Regions from separate parts of the Gossypium hirsutum genome. Here regions 2 and 3 are each linked to region 1. A link is a contact called in public Hi-C data. All regions are on one chromosome and are shown on one strand. Each heading gives the region's core, a stretch centred on a gene start, on an enhancer-like site or on the middle of the called end of the contact. The rest is flanking DNA. Distances are from core to core; before and after follow the strand shown.

The links. Hi-C and Micro-C count contacts between places; a contact is called where the count stands out from the background.
Region 2: a contact with region 1 is called in a Hi-C map of leaf, with 1.9 times the contacts expected there. The contact joins the promoter of LOC107893709 here to the promoter of LOC107887277 in region 1. A contact is called at or near these places in 2 of 34 Hi-C or Micro-C datasets (both in leaf).
Region 3: a Hi-C map of leaf shows a contact between it and region 1, with 1.7 times the contacts expected there. The contact joins the promoter of LOC107887274 here to the promoter of LOC107887277 in region 1. A contact is called at or near these places in 2 of 34 Hi-C or Micro-C datasets (anther and leaf).

What each region holds. Positions count from the first base shown.
Region 1 is chrA03:51,138,579-51,143,348 of Gossypium_hirsutum_v2.1, forward strand. LOC107887277 reads right to left here and starts at 2,640. Exons shown (of 4, transcript XM_016811468.2): 1 at 2,492-2,640; 2 at 1,574-1,777; 3 at 1-512. The coding sequence starts at 1,763.
Region 2 is chrA03:50,919,655-50,924,424 of Gossypium_hirsutum_v2.1, forward strand. It overlaps LOC107893709, which reads right to left and starts at 2,154. Exons shown (of 8, transcript XR_005914960.1): 1 at 1,347-2,154; 2 at 1-54.
Region 3 is chrA03:51,294,303-51,299,072 of Gossypium_hirsutum_v2.1, forward strand. It overlaps LOC107887274, which reads left to right and starts at 2,019. Exons shown (of 10, transcript XM_041095961.1): 1 at 2,019-2,216; 2 at 3,383-3,516; 3 at 3,630-3,797; 4 at 3,891-3,977; 5 at 4,688-4,770. The coding sequence starts at 2,096. LOC107887275 (a long non-coding RNA gene) reads right to left here and starts at 2,150. Exons shown (of 4, transcript XR_001681101.2): 1 at 1,951-2,150; 2 at 1,507-1,768; 3 at 1,148-1,389; 4 at 1-952.

The DNA of each region.
Region 1 (4,770 bases), core at 1,390-3,889:
CTCAGCATTTTCAGATTTCAGACCTGCATCCATTAAATTTTCTTCAAAACTAATTCCAGGGTTTCCCTTTCCATCAGTCTCATGCTCACAGTTTCCACTAATGGATGTCTTAGAAGATATATCTGAAGTTTCGTCCAGTCTCGTTTCAGAGATAGATTCTGTTTCAGATAATTTGCCAGCATGTTTGCTAGGCAAAACCAAGGCACTCGATAGGTTTTCATTAAACTTGCTTCCTTCGTTCTCATTGGCATCAGTTGCTTGCCCAACAGAGCAAGCTGCTACACTAACACCAGCATTGACTTTCCTACTCTCTTCAGAGATACCCTTTAGTGTTTCCATTTCGATTGAGACCACTTCACTAGCAGAGCCGTTTTTATCCTCGGAATCTTTACTATAGCTCAAGCCAACATCATGGTGCTCGGGTGTGCCCACTGGCAGAATAGGCATGCTTCTTGGAACAGGATTTTCATTTTGGCTTCCATCAACTGAATTCCGTGGTGATTGAAGGATATCTGCATATGTAAATGAAACCAAATTGTTAAAACTAGATCAAAAGTAATGTTGTATTACCACCTCAACCGATACCCAAAAATCACTTTGAACTTGGTCAGAATTTCATTTCTTTTATATCTGCGCTACAGTTGCGCAAGTTTAACTCATTATATGCTCGGCTGTGAGGACATTGGTATGTAGAGGTGAGTATTTGGTTTCATCAATCAGTTTGGTCGGTTTTTTTAACTTAACCAACAACCTTTAATGTTAATCAAACCGACCGAATAACTTACTTTTTTTATATATTATAGAAATAAATAAAAATGATCTATTTTAATTCGGTTAAGTTGATTGTTTTAGGTATGAATTTTAATAGCCGATAACTCACTAACTTAACCATCTTAACTGTGAGACCATAACCGCCACCTTAACAGAATGGGTCAATTAGGTCTATTATAACCGATTTTTGCTCAGCCTATTGGTATGTATCTAACATGAGTATTCAACTTCTTTCCAAGATCTCTACGTATTTGGAGGATTCTTGGAACATCATATCCCATACTCATTTCCAGATATATATCAGCCATGGATTCTTTGAGAAAATTAGAGAATTCAAACAACTTAGCCTTAAATCACACAAAGCAGTAAATTCTAATGCAAAACTTTATGATAAGTAGACGTAAACTGGTTCAGAAAAAACCGCAATCCAAACTGAATTAAAGTACGAGCAACTTCTTCTAGACATGGTTAAATCGGATATACATACTTATATCAGGCACATAACCATACCTAACGCTTATCCGAATAACGAGCAAAACATTACTAATAAAATAACATGAGTATTAGCCTGGTTGGTATCAAGGCAATAGATTCAAGCATTTATCCGAATATGGACACTTCAAATTTTCTTTTTGTGTGATATATGCATTGACACATGTATATAAAAGGGTCACATTTAAAAGTACTCTAGTATCGAGACATGGGCATAAAGGAGTAACTTCCAAAATTCCTCCATCCAACACTTATAGCCAAATCCAAGTCCAACATCAAAAAGTGGTAATAGAGATTTATTGTGAATTACCGAAATCTTCACCATCTTTGAATGAAATGGCGGAAGCAAGAGCCTTGTCGGCTTGGCTAACAATATCCGTACTCCAACCTGATTCGCCATCTTGAAATTCCGTTGCGGCGTCCGAAAATACTTCTATTTCAGATCTATTCGACATTGCTCCGACTCCTCTGATACTTTTCTCCCAACCACGCCTTTCCATAATCTTCGCCTAAACTGTATTCACCAAAATCCGTACATTCAATTAGGAATGACAACAAAAATGGAGAAAACCGAAATCGGTTTCTGAGGGAAAAAATCGTCAATCGGAAGTATTAAGAAAATATATAATCAGAATTTTTTTTAAAAACCATAAAAATGAAGGAAAGATATTCTTTAGTTTAGAAACCAGAGGGAAAAGAAAAACAACATACATACATACATACATACATACATATAAATAGTTTTTTCAATGGAAATGAAGTGAAATTAATGGCAGATTGAAGAAAAAGTTATACTAGTTTCTTTTATAAGAAACAAGAAAGCCCAGAAAGTTGGTAATCGTTTTCCCGGAAAAAAAGTCAAACAACTTTAACCAGCCTAGAAAATGATGATATATCCATCATCCATGAAAACAAAAACTAAAGTTTTTATACATATATTGTAATAAACAAGAAAACACAGGAAAGACAAACAGACAACTTCAACAAGCCCAGAAATTTATTAAATAAAAAATAAAAATCATTAAAAATTTTGAAGAAAAAAAAGGAAAGGAAAAAAGAAAAACCAGAGGATTGATTCTTTTCCTGCTCTTGATTATCCATAACAAAAGAGATCAAGAAGAAGCAAAAAGTAGAGAGTGTTTAGATATGAGAAAATACAGAGAAACAGTGAGGAAGAAAACGAGAGAAGAAATTGATTTTAAGGCAAGAAGAGAGGAGATTGACTTACTAATGAAAGTTGTATAAAGTAAGTAATGTGAAAATGGATACATAATCCAATCCCATTTCAGTTGAATGCATCTCATTTTACAATAAAAATGAGTTGGGTTCCTTTTTTTGGCCAATCAAAATATTAAAACAATAATATTAGAATGTAATGATTGAAAATATATTAGGTTTTGTGGTAAAAGTAGTATAGTAGTCTATCCTAGATTTCATTTGGGTTTTTTTTATTGAAAAAATGGCAAATGGATTCCATACGTCTGATGAAAAGATAAATAATGATTTCGTCAAAATTGTACTTTTAAAGTTTTTAACTCCCTCTTAGAATAAAGAAAAATAATTTTAAAAAAAATTAGAAAATACTAAAACGATTTCTTTAGTTATGAGATTTCGGCTTACAATTTGTTCAAACAACATCATTAATAATATTAGATAGAGAATAACCAAATAAGAAATTATACTTTTAAAGTTAAATGTTTATTCGAGGTTACACTTTTATTAAATTTAATCCATATTCTTAACATTTCAACTAACATGTCACTCTTGTGCATTTCTACTTTTAGAATTTTCATTGAATATTGAAAAATTTTTGTAATTCTTTTTTATCACTATTTATTTATGATTTTTTTTTAATTTTAGTAATTTATAACTTATCTGTTTACTCTGTTTTATATAAGATAAAATAAAAAAGATTGAGTGTCAATATATTTTAAATAAGGGGAAATTGAATAAAAAAGTCACTAGACTAAATTTATTATTATTTTTTATATATAAAATACTAAAATCAGCATTTAATAATATAATTTAATTGATAAATTATTTTACTCCATATAAAATATAAAGATTAATTTATCATCGAGAGAGTAGAGAGACTCTAATGATACTTTTAATTGTATATTTTAAGTTTTCATAAAATATATATGTGAAAATAAACTTTAATTATTTATTTATAAAAATAGATAGTTTGAGTGAAACTAATATTTTTAACCTACTTGAATATATGCCGGCTTGAAATATATATATATAATTTCGACCCGAATATCTGAGTTTGAAAACCGAAAATTATATATTAAAAAAATTCAATTAAAACTATGAGCTAGACTGAGATACATGAATTTATTAATTGAGTTTAATTAATCTAAAATTAAATGGAGTGTAATAATTGAAGAGTGTGAAGTGGAAGTATGTATAAAATATTACATAATAATAAACAGATAAAAAGACAGAAAATAGAAAGATGTAAGGTAGTAGCTGTAGCAGGTGATCAAAACTATGGTTCCACGTGGACCTACCCATTCTTTGACTGACCTCTCCTTTTCTCAAGCGGGGTCAGACAAAAACAAATTGGGTAAACTACACTACAACTCATCCAACTATGGGCTATTTTCTATTTTAATCATTTAATTATTAATTTTTAAAAATTGATCACGCAATTATAAATTTATTTTTAGTCACCTAATTATAATTTTTCTAAAATTGGTTATCCAACTAATAAGATTTTTTTTATTATCCATTTTTGTTAATTGCAAGGTGACATAGTAATTAAAAAATTAGTATAATAATAAATTTAGCTCTTAATTTTTACATCTTATATCAATTTAGCCATAATTTCAAAAAGAAAATCTCAAAATTTACAAATGATGGATCCTAATTCTTAAAAAAAAAGGAATACATAAAAATACATAAATATTTTCAAAAAAATAAATCTAAAAAAATTAAAAAAGAACCCAAAAATGAAAAACGATTTCATTGTTAGATATTAACAGACAAAAACAATTCATTTATTAAAAACAATAACAGTTTCCAAGTGAAAATGGCTCAAGAATTTTCAAATCTAAGCTTCTCTTGGGTTAATATGGGAGAAATGGGGAGAGGAAGAGGGTAGAGAGAAATGGAAAGGGTTTTTAATTTTTATTGGGTTCCCCGTCCTTAGCCTTAGGTTTATTATTATATAATTTCAACATAATTAACAGAGTTTTCAGAAACCATCACATGAAAAATTCATTCTTTAATGGAAACAGTTGATAGCATTAATCTTAGAACTAAGATTCGATATAAGGCTTAAATTACAAATTTTGGTGAAATACAGGCAGCACTGATAATGTTTATCGCACAGATTTCAACTTCCATATCGATGTTGTAGACAATTCAAAGCTCTTTGAACAACATAGTTTTCCTACTTATCTTTGGCCACCAAAACCAAACCATCCATCCCGGAGGATTGCAAGCATTGCTCCACCAGATGACTTCATTGCAGGGTTTTGGAGTCCTACCACACTTTCCCTG
Region 2 (4,770 bases), core at 904-3,403, 220 kb before region 1:
TCAGATTAGAATGCTTTGGCAATTGAAAATTTCGGTTGAAAGGTAATTTGGAATCTGCTAAAACAGATAGAAATCATGAAATTGCAGAAACATAGATTACGTCAGTAATAAGGGAACTGCAGAAACATTAACATTGCCTGATTCAGTATCGATGAACAATAAGCAAAATAGGTTCTTTATGCATCTTCCTACGATAAAAGTCTATTTAGCTGAAGGTTTCACAGAAGAAAATAAGCTAGCCAAGTGGTGAACCAGAGTTTTTCATTCTACTATCCTTAAGAGTTGGCATCTAACAACAAACATCAGCATCAGCAACCAGTTCCCTTATTTTCAATCCATGAACCAACGCTTAACCAAGTTGGTTCCTACAACTATTTTTAAGAGTTGACAAGACTCAGAAATACCAGCATCCAGAACTGGTTCCCTTATTTCCCACCTATGAAACAGAGTTGGCATCTCTAACAGAGCTTCCTTTGTGTGTGTTCGTGTGTACACAAAATCAAGTGGTAAAGAATCTTGTCGGCAAGAACTGGAAACAGACACTCTAAAATCGGGTCAGTCCAAATCTAATATGATCATGAGAGACTGTTGACATTAATGATGACGATGGTGATGATGCAGAACCAGACATTTCTCTTGACAGATCAGCTTTAAAATTCATCAACTCTTAATTTTCCTACTACACATTGCGTAAGCCTTTATGATACTCATAAGTCTCTTATCTACCACATGCACCACCTAAATCCTAGTCCAGCAGTTTTATACAAAACTTTATTTGTTCAAGCAACCCTACTTAAAAAAACAACATCCAATAGGTCTGAAGTTCAAATTCAAATACAAATTCATATTTATGTTCTTTACCCTGTCCCAGCATAACTATGTACCTAAAATCAAGTTTTAAATACAAGGTTGATTTGAACTAGAATTTTAGCTCTGTTCGTTTGTGCAATCATTTAAAAAAAATTTGACATCCAGCAATTATGAAATCCAGATCTAACTAGATTACATCCAATGTAAAAAAAGAAGAAGAAGTCATGATTGATTTGATGAGGGAAAAGATGAAAGAAATGCATGTGCCTGAAACAAAGAGTTCCTTAAAATTCAAAACCATCAAGAACTAGGAGATTGCTTCAGTCAAAATGTAGTTGGATTATGTTACCATTAAAAGCAAAAAAAATTCCCAACAGTCCAATTTCAACAACTCAAGTTTTACCAAGAAACTTAAACCACAAGTTCCATAGTCAAAAAACTTTGGATGCCAAAGGAATCAAAGCTTTCTTTTTTTGACTCTACAAGCCCTAAACCAGAGCCTCAAAATCCTCGATAACAGACCAGAGAAGTGTTACCTTTTCTCCTTGGATCTTCACTTCAACGAAAAGATCAATTGCATTTCAAGCATTCACATTGATTACCCCTTAAGAATTCATTTCCCAGCTCTTATGTCAGCAAAGAACCATGCAAAATTATAAACGTGGGAAGTGATCAACGCCTTGAACCTCCTCGAAGATGTGCCTCTGCATGGCCTAAAGTTGGATTCGGCATATCAACAAACACAAAAAATGTATATTATAGAAAACCCAGAACAATATTTATGAACAACCATGGAATTGAAGTCCTGAAAAGACTGAACAGTTTGTTTTATCCAATTTCAGTGACAAGCTCTCCATGAATGCCATATCTGAAACTATTACATCAAACAAACAAACAAACTCCCACTTCTTCGATGAATAACAACCGAGAATCAAGCTTTCTATAAACACCCAAAAGAGTTTGAAAATTTGGAAGGAAAACAATTGAATACAAGGGAAGTGGGGAGATTCAATCAGAAGCAAAAGCTTTAGTTCCAATCACCCACCATGAAAAAAAGAAAGGAAAAGATCCAAAAGATGGAAAATTCTTTTCATGGGGATAACATATTTTGACAAGAGAACAGGAAAGAAGAAGCTTTATTTGGAACCGACCCATGATTCTTAATGAAGAAAACTGAAAGGGGAAGGCATTTGAGAGTGAGAAAAATAAGAAAGAAGTAAATAGAAGAAAGAAAAATGGGAAAGTTGAAGGAAAGAAAAATGGGAAAGTTGAAGGAAAAAAAAAAGAAGCACAATAAGCTTACATTACACAGTGAAGAGATGGAAAGAGAGACAGAGAGAGCATAGCGGAAGTAAGAAGTTCTTGTAATTGGAAGAGAATACGTGACAGTTGGGGTTACGTTGATTGAATTGGACCCCACTGTCTTATTCATTACACGTGTGCACTGTTTGGATTATATGTGATGATACGTATTCGGAGCTCTATATATTACATATTTTTTTCATTAAAATTTTACCAATTGATACCAATTCGCATGCATAATTTTTCTTAAAATAAAAATATTAAATTGAAAAAAAAATATTTTTGTAATTTTCCTTCAATCAGGGATTTAAATAATAATTCGTATAAATAAATAGTTAATGAAAATAATAAATTTAAAATTTTATCAATTTAATTAGCTTAAATTTAAATTCTTTTATATATATATATATTCAAATCTCTTCATACACATTTTTTATTGTTTTTAAAATAAAAAGATTAAAGTGTCATGTTATAATATATTCAAATCCCTCTACTTTTATTTTTAAAAATTTAATTTTTCTACTTTTTAGTTTTTAAAATTGAGATCTAATTTATAATATTATTAAATTTATTTTGTTAAATTTAATCTCATTTTTTAGTCACATTGCTATCAAACGAGTAATTTTTTTTAAATGTCTCACCAACAAATTTAAAAAAAAACTAACACTTGAATATAAATTTTGAAATTAAAAAATTAAATGAATTAAATTCCATTAAATAAAAATACATGAATTAAATTTTAAATTGTGAAGAGTACAAAAACTTATGACTTATTTTTTATTTTTTAATAACAAAATAAAAGGATGCTTCAAATAATAAGAAGAAAAAGTAGTAGTAGTAGTATGAATCACAACCCTTTTTATGATACATCATATAGAAAGGCATGCTACATGCATTGTAAGCTTACCAATTCCATTTGTTACTTGATGGTTATTATTTCTATTAAAAATTTTATCATCTAGGAAAATAAAAATTTAAAATATAAATGTGTTTAAAAAATTGGCACGAAACTAATTGATAATAATACATGAAATATGTACGTTATTAAAATAAAAAAAATTATTTATCATGGTGTTGTTATCAATATTGAGTAGGTGTCGAGTTAATTTATGATACTAACTCAATCAAATACATTATTAATACTAAAAATTCTATTATACGTGTTTGCATGTGAAAACCACGTATTTAAAGCACATGTGTGTATTTAAAAATAACATATAATAAATAATAAAACGTAAGGTTTAAAACTAATAATAATATTAACAAATATGCAATATATACAAAATTAAAATAAAAAATAGCTGAACTAGTGAGTAAAATAAAATTGACATAAGTAACTACATCATATTAAGAATATTAAATGCACTTCAATTGTTTATTATGGTGTTGTCGTTTTTCTATAGCACGTCAAAAAGTTATCAAGTTAGTGCAAAGAAAATTCAATATTAAAAATATAGTTTTTAAAAATTAAGTATTGAGTTGACTTATGACACCAATGCAATCGGTAACAAATTTGGTGAGAGAAAACTTTTTAAGTTAAAAGTTAATTAATTTTTTTTTCAATTACTTAAGAATTATTGATAGTATGGTGGTAAAAAAAAGTGTTTATAAATTCATTAAACACGAATTCAATTTCTAGATATGTTAATTTTAATTCTATTATTTTAAAACTATAAAAATGTATGAAAAGACAAAAAGTTACCAAAATAATAATAGTAATCATTTAATAAAATGATATATAAGTCATTTCCTAACAGAGTTGATAACAGGTTAACCCATAACACCAACTCAACAAAGGGTTTTATTAATAGTAAGAATTTTTTTATTAAAATTATTAATATTAAGTATAGACCTATACTAATAGAGGTATCGAAGTGTGAAAATAAAATTAAAATGTATAAAAATATTAAAATAAAGTTTTAATTGAGTGATAAATTAAATATATTTTTAATGCAATTGATGTGGATTGAAATTTCACCATATACATATTTATTATTTTTTTTAAAAGTGAAAATATAAAAATATCCCAAATAATATTATTTATTTTAATTATGACATGTGATTCTCATAAATTTTTAATAGAATAAATGTCTGATTGAGTTATGACACCAAGTATAGGGTGGACCTAATTTATGGACAGGCGAAGCTGTTAAGCCATGAATTCAGATCTAGGTTATTATGTTTTTATATATAAATGTGGTGTTTTAATTTTTGTTATCGTATTTATGTATATTTAATTATTACATGGTATACAATATTACTGGATTAAACCGTTTGTTTGAATTAGAGTTGAAGCGAAATGATTGTAAAAAACATTGTTAGTTGGGGGAGTACAAGTTGCAATGACAATAAGGTTGACTTCATTATTAGTTAGTAACTACTTCTCTTCTTTATTATTAAATAATTAATTGCAAATTTTCATCTAAACTTTCTAAAAGAAACCACCATAAATATTAATATTTTTTTTAGATGTATGAGTTTGGTGTCTAAATTACTAATTAATTTTACAAGTAATCTAAGTTTTAACAAAGACTAGTCCAAGTAACTTAAAATGGTTGCTTCTCTTTGTGGAAGTGTTGGGTCTAAGAACTACTCTGCGGAAGGGCTGATCCCTATAAAAGTTCGTTTTAGGGATAAAAAAGAGGATTCGAATAGGGC
Region 3 (4,770 bases), core at 769-3,268, 160 kb after region 1:
GATTGTATTCTATTTGAGGAGACTACTGTGGGAGGCGATAAAATTTTGAAGTAAATTTTAAAAGAATATAAGACCCATTCGGGTCAATGTCTGAATTTTGACAAATCCACAATCTTTTTTAGATCAAATACAATTGATTCGGTGAGAACACAAATCTCCATCGAATTGGGTGTAAGGTGTTCTACTAACCTCAAGAAATACCTGGGTCTCCCAAATATAGTGAGTAGAAGGAAGAATGTCTCTTTTTAATATTTAAAAGACCGTATGAAACAAAAGGTTGATAATTGGAGTTCTCGTTTCTTGTCTCAAGGCGGCAAGGAAGTGTTTATTAAAGCAGTGTTACAAGCAATACCTACTTATGCTATAGGTTATTTTCTTTTGCCAAAATCCTTGTGTAAAGAGATGGAAAGCATCGTGCCTCAATTTTGGTGGCAAAAGACTCATGTGAAACAAGGCTTACATTGGTGTGGATTGGGTTCTATGTGTGAATTAAAAGAAAATGATGGCATTGGCTGTAGGAGTTTTGCGAAATTTAATATTACCCTTCTTGCAAAACAAGGGTGGCATCTTATGACTAATCCAAATTCTCTGTTGGCGCAGGTTTTGAAAGCGAAATATTATCCACATTCTAATTTTCTGAATTCATGTCTTAAAGTGAATGCTTCGTATGCGTGAAAAAAGCATCTAGGCAATAAAAAAGGTACTTTAGGATGGTTCTGGTTGGAGGGTGGGTACGAGTGAAGCGATCCCTATTTTTAATGCTGCATGGATACTATGCTCTTTTAATTTTCAATTATGTGGTACAGTTAGTAATTGTAATCTTGAATTTGTTTCTGAGCTTATTGATGATAATAGAGAATGGAAAAAGGATACTATTATTTCCATCTTTGATGAGGATGATGCATCAAGAATCCTTCAGATCCCGCTGGCACTTGAACCACAAGATGATACCCTGGTTTGGTGGAAGGAAGCATATGGTGAGTTCTACGTTCGCTGTGCTTACAAATTGTTAGAAATCAATAGTGCTTCTCAGTTTAAGGGAATAACAAGCTACATATAAAAGTTTCTATTGTAAACTATAGAACTTAAATTTGCCTTCCAATCTAAAAATTACTGTCTGGCGTATTTCCAAAAATTATATCCTTACCATGTCAAACTTACTCTTGAAGAAGCTGGTTCGAGACACTCTGTGTCCCATTTGTGGGGGAGGAGCAAAAACAATAGTCATGCCTTCTGCTTTTGTCTTGTTGCAAATAAAGTTTGGGAAATCTTAGGCCTCATTGATTTATTAAACCTACCTAGTTAGGGGTGGTTGGATTGCCTTACTGCAGTTTTTAATGTCTGTTGGCACATTCAACGAAGGATTGTTTGCTGCTCACTTTGGGCCATCTGGTTTGAAAGAAATAGGAGAGTTCATGACAAAGTGGTTAAATCAGGAAAGGAAATTACTAATTTTATCTCCAGGTATCTCTATGAATTGGACTGTTTAGAAGAGAAGAAAATTACCGTCCAGGGTGATAAAGTAAGCTGGAATCCTCCTCCTACCGATTTTATCAAAGTAAACTTTGATACGGCTTTTGTCATGGAACGATGTAGATTAGGTACAGGGCTGGTTGCTCGAAATAGAAAAGGTGTGGTAATAGTGTCTAAAACTTGCACGACAATGTGGGACCGGCTTTCACCGGGGAAGCCCTTGCATGCCTTGAGGCGCTTAAAATGGGGTTAGTTCTCAGATTAACAAAAGTAATCATCGAAGGAGACCCCTTGTCTGTTATTACGAAATGTAACTCAAGTCATACTGACAAATCAAAAGTTAGCTCGCACCTTCGTAATATCGAAGGCACTCTCGCCCGATTTCAAAGCATCATATTTATGCATGTTAAAAGATCTGGAAATGCTTTAGCAGACGCTCTAGGCACTGAATGTGTAAGGAAGGGAAAAGGCTTTTACCTGATCGGATCTGTCCCAGACTCCGCTGCAACAACTTTTTCCAATGATTGGCTCCGCGAGCCTGACTGACGAATGAAGGACTCTTGGTTTTTCCGGTTTCTTGGGTTACCGAAGCATCAGATCTAGACAGGGATGCTTCGACTGAATGATTGTCTTAATGCAGGGAGATAAGTTTGGCAGGCTTTTTTTGGGAGAAATGGAACCGTCGGTGCCGCTTAGAAAGATGATAAGAGTGGGACGGGCAATCTCTTTCCCTAAAGGAGTAGGCACGTTTTTCTTTAATTTTCTTTATAGTTTGTTTACTTTTTCAGTAGCTTCTTTATTATCTTTCTTTTTCAATACTTTTTCTTCCTTTTAGGATCAGATAACTTTTCTTTCTTTGAGCCTCTTTGTGCCTTTGCTCTTTTTAATTTTGGTTTTCATGTAAATTTTAGTTTTAAATTAATAAAGCCCAACCCTATTTTATCCAAAGAAAAGAAAATAAATCATATTTATTTATTTTATTTTTTAAAGAGGACAAATAATGTTATATATTTTGATATAATTATAGATGTGTTTTTCCTTTTTGATTGAGAATAATATTTAAGTGAATTTCTCATCATCAGGATTTAAACTTGACCACACTTTCTTTTAATCACCTATTGATTCGTAATTATATTTTTTGTTTAAATGTAACTGTAAGGAAAAATAAATTAAAAAATTTAAACCGGAGCTGATTGAATCGGAGAGGGGTAACCCGGCCCAAGAAAGCATGCTGCAATGACGGTTTTCGTCCACTATAACGTAACCCCGGAACTCTTTTCATTATTCTTTATTTATAATATTTTACTACCTAAATGATTAAATCCGAGGCCTCAGTTTCAGAACCATCATACTAAACTTCCTGTAAGAATAACAATCTCTCGTTTCCTTTTTCCTTTTTTAAATTTAATTTTTCTTTTAGTGAATTCAGTATCTGTTCTCTTTTGTCCTATTCCTTTTCGCCTTTTTGTTTAGTTCTGCGCAATTCTTTTTGGTGGTAGAAAAATAGTTTTATTTTTTCCTTTGTTAGGTTTAAGGATTTTTGGGGTTTTTTTTTTGTTCTTGTTCATCTTTTATGTTGGATATGATTTTATCATGTTTTAGGTTTTTTTTTTTTAAAAATAATTTTTGAAAGCCATTTGTTTTAAAATAAGCTCCCTGGAACACCCTTCTGCTCTTAAAAATTCCGTTCTCTTTTAGAAATTCAATTTTTTTTAAGATATGTTTTAAGAAAATGAAAAGAAAAATAGTAAATTTGCTATTCGCTAGTTTGTCTGAAAGTAAGTTTTTTTTTCTATGAATTTTAGGAACCCTTTTGATTCAACTCTCTTTAGGTTTCCCTAAGCGTTTTTATTTTAATATTTGTTAATTTTATTTGTAGAAAGAAATTTTTAATTGAACCTTTTTGCAGTTGAATGCAAATATATCATGTCCTACCCGCAAGGGGAGGATTTCTATTACATGGATGAAGATTTTGTACATGACATGGATGAAGACAACTACGGTCGAGCTGGTGGAGATGTGGATGCTGATGAATATGACATGGTTTGTTTTTCGTTTTGGTGATATTTATATATTCTATATATATTTGTTGTTAATTTTAGTTAATTTTATACTAAATGATGAAATTCATCACTTTCATGCTATAATTTGAGCAGCTGACCAAGGTGACCGATACGACTTCTGCGCAAGCGCGGAAGGGGAAAGACATTCAGGGGATTCCGTGGGAAAGACTGAACATAACTAGAGAAAAATATAGGTTGACAAGGCTTGAGCAGTATAAGAACTATGAGAATATGCCTTTTTCCGGTGAAGCTGTTGACAAGGTTTGTATCTTTTCCTACAATCCATAAATGAACTAGTTTGTAGTAAAGCGGATATCATATTAAGATATGTGTAAAATGTATTTGTTGTTTCAGGAATTTAAACATATACAGAAGGGTGGGAACTACTATGAATTCTTCCACAATACTAGATTAGTTAAACCTACGATCCTTCATTTTCAGGTTTGTTAGTCAGAAAATGTTTATATCTTTTGTTCTTGTTGTTATCCTAGTTACTTTGGACTCAAGTGCAATTGTCAAATTTGAATGTGTCTGATACTGATATGTTCATTTTTTTTCTACGTTCACTCATGTATTTGGAGAAACAGTGGAGGTTTAATCCCCATAGCCATGTCGGGTACAGGCTCTGGACATGTGTTTTTAAAGAAAAACAACAAATTGGAGCAACATAGGGTGTCATTTTATTTAATATGTTGATTTTGGTGTCAAAACATATTGTTCTTGAATTTCTTTTTGTCCTTTCAGAAATGATTTAGCTTTAATGTATTTAATCATTCAAAAGATTACCTTTGTCATCACTTCTCTAGGGCAGTTGTGTGCATGGACAATTATAAAGGAACTTGATTTTCTTCTTTGGTATTGAATATGTTATTCAGTAGTGTTATTTATCGGTTATAGATTTGATTGGTTATATTTATGCTTTTGAACCTGCAACTTTGTGTGCATCTGCATTTGCACATAAGTTGCTGTTTGTTTCATTAAGTTCTACTTCCCTTTCTTTCCTTTAGTACTCATTACTTTTGTCTTTGTACATGGCAATATTTGTGTAGTAAGATTAAGAATACCTAAAGTAGGTCCTATATTTGGCTTAGAAGTTTTATTATGTACAGTGTTCTTGACTTAATTAACCTGTTGTGGAATGAATTTTACAGCTCAGAAACTTGGTTTGGGCTACTTCAAAGCATGATGTTTACCTTATGTCCAATTATTCGGTTATGCATTGGTCATCATTGTC